Linked DNA regions of Sus scrofa: regions 1 and 2 are each linked to region 3. Evidence: chromatin contacts called from public Hi-C data. All regions are on one chromosome and are shown on one strand. Each heading gives the region's core, a stretch centred on a gene start, on an enhancer-like site or on the middle of the called end of the contact. The rest is flanking DNA. Distances are from core to core; before and after follow the strand shown.

Evidence for each region. A called contact is a pair of places that touch in the nucleus more often than the background predicts.
Region 1: a Hi-C map of liver shows a contact between it and region 3, with 2.1 times the contacts expected there. The contact joins the promoter of SHROOM3 here to the enhancer-like site in region 3. A contact is called at or near these places in 1 of 5 promoter capture datasets (liver) and 8 of 47 Hi-C or Micro-C datasets (embryonic fibroblasts, epiblast stem cells, fetal liver and 2 more).
Region 2: a Hi-C map of liver shows a contact between it and region 3, with 7 times the contacts expected there. The contact joins two enhancer-like sites. A contact is called at or near these places in 2 of 5 promoter capture datasets (fetal skeletal muscle and liver), 12 of 47 Hi-C or Micro-C datasets (alveolar macrophages, embryonic fibroblasts, epiblast stem cells and 7 more) and 1 of 2 datasets of contacts at active chromatin or transcription factors (skeletal muscle).

The regions. Positions count from the first base shown.
Region 1 is chr8:72,096,308-72,099,007 of Sscrofa11.1, forward strand. SHROOM3 (protein Shroom3) reads left to right here and starts at 1,254. Exons shown (of 16, transcript XM_003482418.4): 1 at 1,254-1,591; 2 at 2,022-2,276. The coding sequence starts at 2,112.
Region 2 is chr8:72,182,126-72,184,825 of Sscrofa11.1, forward strand. All of the region lies in intron 2 of SHROOM3 (protein Shroom3), which reads left to right. Among named protein-coding and RNA genes, the nearest start is that of SHROOM3, 86 kb to the left of the region's middle. Within about 2 kb of position 1,271, at least 36 of the 83 cell types and tissues checked have an H3K27ac peak or open chromatin away from gene starts, as enhancers often do. A contact at or near this core is called in liver, where this site is marked.
Region 3 is chr8:72,325,120-72,327,819 of Sscrofa11.1, forward strand. The region is part of intron 3 of SHROOM3 (protein Shroom3); the gene reads left to right. Among named protein-coding and RNA genes, the nearest start is that of SOWAHB, 220 kb to the right of the region's middle. Within about 2 kb of position 1,327, at least 13 of the 83 cell types and tissues checked have an H3K27ac peak or open chromatin away from gene starts, as enhancers often do. A contact at or near this core is called in fetal liver and liver, where this site is marked.

The DNA.
Region 1 (2,700 bases), core at 4-2,503, 230 kb before region 3:
ACAAAATGAATTTAGGAGCAAAATCACAAGTGCCACAAAAAAAATTTTTCAAAAAAAAACCTCTTCATCTACTTACGATTTTATTTAAATACTAGAGTGAAAGAAAAGCCAAGGTTTTGCCTTTATTCTTAATTTATAAACTAGGCTGCAAAAGGAAGCCCCAATAAAAATTGCACAAATTACTTCTTGAGAATCAGACAACATTTACCTTATGCTTCTATTTTGTACACATTTGTTTCCACTAAAGTACTATCATTACATTAAAATGACTTTTTACAATTTTTTTTTTCAATCTCTGAGCCCTATGGATGGAGTTACTACTGAAAAGCAAATAACACTTGTCAGGTGTTGTGCATTAAATATTGTCATGACTTCTTTGCATGGTATATCTCTTCTCTAATATTTAACTTTTCATTAACTATAGGCACAAACACCAAAATTAAATTGATAGCAAAACCTCAGTTTCCAGCATAATTCACATTATCATGTATTTTTAAACAGAAAGCATTTCAGCAAAATATCCTTTGAAAGTGATTCTAAAAAAATAAAAAAATAAAAACAAACAGAAGAAGTAATTCTAAATTGTTCCAATAACTTGATAGCTAAGGCTTCCGGGTAAAAGATACAGTTTTCTCAGCACTGTTTAAATTTTTAACAGAGAGTATTCCTGTGAGATGTTATGTAACATTATTACAAAATTCCATTACTAACCTGAAATCAGAACAACATTCTGCCTGGCGTGCCTACTGTTTGCCAGGCATTAAATATTTCTTTTCATTTGAAGAATGGATAACACACAGGTTTGAAATAGATAACAATTAAAATATAGAAGAAAGTCTGCCTCTTGTTTGTATTGAATCCAACAAGCAGAAATTTGATCGGATGATTTCCAGATGAGAAGCTGGACATTTATTCTATTGGCATTTTCTAATGAACAAAATAAAGCCCTTGTGCCACCACCTTGACCCCTACTTAAATGTTTACCAAAACCGCTCAGGGCACTACTTCGCAAACTTGGCTGCACAGCAGCATTGCCCTGCATTTTAGAAAAATGTCAATACCTACGGCTCGCCCCCAAGGATTCTGCTTTAATTGGAACAAGGTGGGGCTCGTGTGGCAACTATTTTCTGCTCCTTGCTAATTAGCCATCTGTATGGTATTTTTAACTGTCTACCTTTTATCAACTGTAAGGCTGTTTTGATTGGTCAGGTCTTTGTGGTGAGTTGAATTCCGCAGAGCACTGCTTACTGTGCAGAAAGGTTGCGGTGCCTCTGTTTGCCTTAATCCATTTCCTCTCACTTCCTTACTCTTTCTTCTCAGAGGAGGCAAGTGGCTGCCTGGGTAGCAGCGGTGGCTGATCATCCCTGAAAATACCGAAGAACTGAGCTGCCTCCTGGATCTTTTTTCCCACCGATGGTTAATTTCCTTTTTTTTTTTTTTCCTTCCCCTTACATTCTGCAAAAACTTATTTTTCCTTTTTGCAAGAAACAAACTATGAACTTATTGCTGGAAAACCTGGGCCAGAAGTGTTAGCGCAGCTTCTCTGTCTCTTTGGGACACGTTAGAAAATTCTGAAGCCAGCAGAAGCATAGTAAGTGCTTTCTTTCTTTTAAAGCTACTTCTGGGGCTAGGGGAGGCTATTGTAATGGTAAATTTCACTCGGGGGAGGAAGAAAGGGTTGATAATCAATCAAAACTGAGGTATTCAGTTGAGTTTTGGCAATTTTCTTACTATTTGTAAGGTGATTTTTAAGTTTCTCTGTAAAATGTACAGGAAAAGTTTGGGTGTGTGTAGGTGTGAAATAAAAGCGGTCTTGAGAGTAACTCTGAAAGAAGTTTTTTGAACAGAATGGAGAAACATAACATCAGTTGGGGGCTTCAGTGAGAACCAGGAATTCCAGGAGGAGAGGTTACATTCAGAAATGTTGAAATGAGAAATTCTGGCTCAGCATCTTGGCGTTAAGGTCGGAAGAACATTTTCCATCGGAAAGAAACAGTTTCTGAAAACTTTTCTTTTGCCAGTGTGGGTCCCAAAGGATGGCATATTGTACTCTAGAAGAAGCGCCTGCCTGAATCTGTTTAAAATTTAACTCTCCGGCTCATGTGTTTGGCATGATGACCAAGGAGAACTTCGAGGAAACCAGTGCCACCCTGAACCCGAACAGGCCCCCCAGGGCCAGGTACATTTATCTGGAAGCTTTCCTGCAGGGAGGAGCTCCTTGGGGTTTTACTTTGAAAGGTGGCCTGGAGCACGGAGAACCATTAATCATCTCTAAGGTATGCTTCTTTTTCCAGTACTGTCTTCAAATTGCTTTTGTTCACCTTTTGCCAGATCTGTCAAAAACACAAAAATAAGGCCAAGGAGTGCCTGAAGAGTGCCTGCTTTGCTGTTTCGTGACCTTTCTGATTGTATCTGGAAATATTTTGCCTGGCTTGGCATGTGAAAGAAAAATGTGTCTAGCGCCTTTATTTGGTGAAATCCCAGAGGAAAATGTGCTTGTTTGATGGCTAATCTCTTTTTGTGAATGAAATAGTATCAAACAAGCTACCACATGATCTTTTCAGTTATGAATCAGATTAAAGATTAACAGCACAGCTAAGGTGGTGGCAGACTGGGTATCTGTATATGTGCACTTTTATTTGGCATATGGCTAGAGAAATATCTGCTCTTCTTTCAACTGAAAATATCTAGCATTCTAAA
Region 2 (2,700 bases), core at 21-2,520, 140 kb before region 3:
CATGACTGTGACATACACCACAGCTCATGGCAATGCCGGATCCTCAACCCACTGAGCGAGGCCAAAGATCGAACGTGCATCTTTGTGGATACTAGTCAGATTCATTTCTGCTGCCCCATGAAGGGAACTCTCCCCCCATGTCACATTTGAAAAGAGTCTGCTGCCTCCTCTGATCTTTGCTGGCCATGGCCTGACTGTGTCCTACCTTTGTGCTGCCTGCATGGCAAGCAGCCTGGACCTGACTTCATTGTTGGCTTTGTGAGCTGAAACCAAGCCTTGGGAATGATGCCTCTTTTCCAGGATCCACATGCCTCTGGATGCAAAAATGAATGGATGGATGAATGAATGAATGCATGCATGCTAGTAGGTTCCTGTGTACTGCTCCTCTCTGCACCAGCCAGGTTGGGATTTGTCTGCTAGCCCCAAAGACAAAGAGTAAATGGGAAAGGGCAGAAACTAAAAAAAAATCTGACATCCTAAAGACACTGCCCTCTTTGAATCTTGTCAATCTGCAGCCACAGAAAGGAAACAGAATGTGCATTACTAAGCGAAGGAAGCCAGACAGGGAAAGACAAATCCTGCATGATATCACTTATATGTGGAATCTAAAATAGGACACACACGAACCTATGTACAAAGCAGAAGCAGATTCAGAGACAGAAAACTAATGGTCACCAAAGGGGAAAGGGTGGGGAGAGAGAAATTAGGAGTTTGGGATGAAAAGATACACACCACTCTACATAAAACAGAGAAACAACAAGGACCTACTCAGCACAGGGAACTGTGTTCAGTATCCTGTAATAACCTATAATGGAAAAGAGTCAGAAAGAATATAATCTGTATACAAAACTGAACCTCTTTGCGGTCCACCTAAAACACAACGTCCTCAATCAACTATACTTTAATCAATCAATACGTACAAAAGACGAAGGTGGGAGGGAGGCCTTGGGGAGGAAGTCTTGGGCACACCACACACCCCAGGGGACAATGGCCTTCCCTGACGCACTCTGAGCCTCTGGCAGGTTATTTTTAACTGCCACCTTGTAAAGTCAATGTTTGCCCTTTGATAAGTGTCCCGTCCAGTGGCTTGTTGTAAACTCGGCCTGGGAGGTGCCTGGAAGGGTCTAGAAGTGGTATGTGAGAGGGCAGCGGGGCGAGTGAAAGGTAACAGTCTCAGAGCCGCCAGCCCCGATCCCCGATCCCCGATCCCCACGACAGATCAAACCAGCTCGGGGCATCGCGTCCCCCCGGCTTGCATCACCTGGTCACGAGCTGCTGGCGGAATGTGTGGAATGGATTGTTCTCCCGGAGTCTGGAGTCACCCAACACCCCTGAACAATGAGCGCTCACATTCTTCGTTTTATGTAAGAGCGCATAAGGAATGTTCCAGCGGCCTGGACCAAAAGCAGGAAGCTGATGCCGCCTCCCCCTCCCCCGCTTCTCCCCCCTTCTCCCCCCTTCCCTCTCCCCCCCGCCCTCCCTCTCGTCTTGAAGGATGAAAAGCCGAGGGAGGAGGGGAAAGCGAGAGAGAGGCCTGTGGCTCCAGGCCCCTGGGAGAATGAAGTCGCAGGTCGGAGGGCAGTGCATTGAAAATTCGGAGCGCAGAACGTCCTCTGTTGCAGCCACGGCATTTCAGGGGGTTTTGGTCACACGGAACACAGAGCCCACCTCAAACTGGGTTGAACAATCCAAGAGCTGGACTGACTGCCTCGGCCCTGGAAACCCCAGAGGGTCTCAGCGTTGGTGGGACTGAGTAACTGGCCAGGCGTTTGTTCTTTGTTCTTTACCTTCAATGGTGTTAATTTCAAACTTAAGGCCTTTGCCACTTCTCCTTGTCCATCTCCAGAGAGAGGAGGTCTGTCCCCAGCACTGGCTGATACCCCTGCCCCAACTGTGACTGAGGCCTCTGATCTGAGAAATGTCATGTGCGGACTGGCTGAGGCTAGGGGTCCCTGTGGGTGGCTCGGGGCTCACTTGGAGATGCAGTCACCACAGCTGCTTCAAGGGTGCAGTGGATGCTGGACGACAATCGCCAGGCCCACTGATACACCCGCTAGAACAGTCCCTCTAATTCTTGCACTGAGGATTAAAACTCTTTTATGAGGGCATCAAACCTCTAATTCTGAAAGGTGAGATAAAATTGAAACAGTGGGAGTTCCCCGTCATGCCCCAGCAGGAACAAACCAGACTAGTATCCATAAGGATGTAGTTCCCTCCCAGGCCTCACTCAGTGGGTTAAGGATCTGGTATTGCCATGAGCTGTGGTGTAGATCGCAGACATGACTTGGATCTGGCATTGCTGCGGCTGTGGTGTAGACCAGCAGCTGCAGCTCTGACTACCCCTAGCCTGGGAACCTCCATATGCCTCGTGTGTGGCCCTAAAAAAAAAAAAAAAAAAATTGAAATAGTAACAGTGAATTTACATGAAAATGTACAGAGAGGGAGTTCCCTGGTAGTCTAGCAATTAAACATCTGGCATTGTCACTGCTATAGCTCGGTCGCTGCTGTGGCACAAGTTCCATCCGTGGCCCAGGAACTACTGCACACCATGGACATGGCCAAAAAAAAAAAAAAAAAAAAAAAATTCTGAGAGAGTAAATTTTCATTAACACAAATGTCAAGTGAGCTGAGAAGTAATTTTATTTTTCTATAATTGAATTAAATTAACTCATGAGCCCTAATTTCTACATGGTAATAGAA
Region 3 (2,700 bases), core at 77-2,576:
GTTACAGACGCAGCCAGATCTGGTGTTGCTATGGCTGTGGTGTAGGCTGGCAGCAACAGCTCCGATTAGACCCCTAGCCTGTGAATCTCCATATGCCGTAGGTGCGGCCCTCGAAAGGACAAAAAGACAAATAAATAAATAAATAAATAAATAAATAAATAAATAAAAATTTTAAATGGAGGAATTCTCTTGCAGCGCAGTAGGTTAAGGATCTGGGATTGTCACTGCTGTGACTTGGGTTGCTGCTGTGGCGCAGGTTTGATCCCTGGCCCAGGAACTTGCACATGCCGTGGGCACACCCAGAAAAAAAAATTTTAAATGGAATGAATATTAATTACCATCTTTTGGCATTCTGACCCCAATTTCAATGCGTTTGGGGAGGGGGATTTCCCTACACCAACCAGCCACTCTCAATCCCCAGCAGGGTGTCTGAGAATTCAACTCCACTCTGACACTATCTACCCAAAGATAGCATCGGATTCCACAGGTTAAGAGTTCACTCGTACAAGACTGAACACACACACTTCAGAACTAGACACAGCCCAGGTAGTTACCTGTGCTTCTGACCTGCAGACTACAAACTGGGGGTTCTGATGACACTCCCCACCCTGCTCCCTACCGCCCAGCTCAGGATGCCCATCACGAGTGCAGCTTGTTACCTGGACTTCTGGCCAACTGGCTGTAAATCAGAGGTACCCAAGCCTCTTCCTTGGGCTCAGTTCATTTGCTAGAGTGCTCCCAGAACTCAGGACAACATTTTAGTTGTTAGATCACCAGTTTATTTTGAAGTCAGGAACGACCCAATGGAAAAGAGGCACAGGGCAAAGGGCATGGTGCTTCTATGCCCGCCCAGGCGCTCCACCCTCCCTAGTCTCCCGTGTTCACCAGCCCGGAAGCCCTCTGAACTCTGTCCTTATGGGGTTTTATGGAGGCTTTATTGCATAGGCACAATTGCATGGCTCTTGGTGATTGAAGTCAACCTCTTCCCCTGGGTTTGCGGGCAAAACTGAAAGTTCCAACCCTCTAATCACAAGGTTGGCTCCACTGGCAACCAGCCCCCACCCATCGGTGCTTTCCCCAAGTCACCTCACTGAGAGTTAACTGACCTAACAAAAGACATCTCATAGGAAATTCGAAGGGTTTGGGAGCTGTGAACCTGGAGCTGTGGATGGAAGATCTGAATGACCAAATATAGATAAATCACAGTATCATACCATCCCACTTAAAATAGTTTCCCATTGATTCAAGGTGCACTCTGCTCTGTTAAAGCAATCTAGCAGTGAGTGCGTTGCTGTTCAAAGTCCCCTTGGGGTTGAGATTCTGCTTCTGTGGTGCAACAGTGACATCCATTGGTCTGTTGCACTAATTAGAGAGGAAACCTGCTTCTCAGCTCTGTGACCACTGGGTTTCCTGATAGAGACAGACAAGAAAACAGACTGTCTCTGGGCCCACCAAGTTAGTCAAGCTTGTGGTCAATGCCTGGTCCCCTGCAGAGTGGGCTGGTTTCAGGACCCTTGCCAAGGACACGTGTGCTCAGATGGGTGCCACCTGGGTCCTCCATGGCCGTGTGGGGCAGTCCTGCAATTGGTCCTGTCTTTGCAGAGTTTGGCACATTCATGGGGCATGTGGGGAAACCATTGGTTTGGGATCCAGATGGGTTACTGCGTGCATCACCCGGGCAGCTCCCATTACCTCTGGTCCTTCCCCCCATGGATGAAGTGAAGCTGATAACCAGACCTGTTTCGCAGTACCAAGGCTCTTCCACACATGTCATAATAAATCCCCACAATCCCACCCCAGCTGTGAAAATTAGAAAAGCATAGTCACGTCTGCTTAGCACCCACCAGACTGTGAGGAGGGGGAGCTGCCCACCAAATGACAGGTGTTAAACCCCGGCCTCGGTGACTTGTGTTCCCTGCCCTAGTTGGAATTCACCAGGTTATTCAGAAACTCTTGCTTCATTTCTGAAAGAACCCTGGGGAGACGTTCTAAAGATAACAAAGCAAAGGAAAGGTTATATAGTTGGATCCTCTGAAACTGAGCCGTGAGTGTGTATCTCCAGGTAGAAAAAGAAAAAAAAACAGGGTTGGCTTTCTATCTACCCAGGGAATGGAACAGGAAATTGCAAGATTAAAAATATTTATTTCCATTGACTGTGTGTCGGATACTTGTTGGGCATTCAGGTAAATAAGACAAACCAGTGCGTGCCCCTAAAGACCTCGTGTTCAGATGAGGGACAAACCAGGAACAGGATAGTGTGGTGAGAGAGGCATTAAGCGCTCCTGCAGGATGCTATGGGAACCCCTTCCAGACTCTCATCCCGATGTGTGGATTCGATGGGTAGGATCCAAGGAGTATCTAACATGGGCACCTGTGGCTGGAAAACAGGTCAAGTCTCAGTTCCACACAAAGCCAAACTAGCAAACACTTCTCAGTATCAGAGTCAAGCAGATTGCAAAACTGACAAGTCAGATACACAAAACTTACAAAAAAAGAGCAAAACCTATGGATTCAATGGCACTTGCATCATTTCCAAGTAAAACTTTTTTAGAAATAATTAGGGGAGTTCCCATTATGGCTCAGCCGTTAAGAGCCCGACTAGTATCCATGAGGATGTGGGTGTGATCCCTGACCTTGCTCAGTGGGTTAAGGATCATTGCTGTAAGCTGTGGTGTAGGTTGCAGATGTGGCTCAAATCCT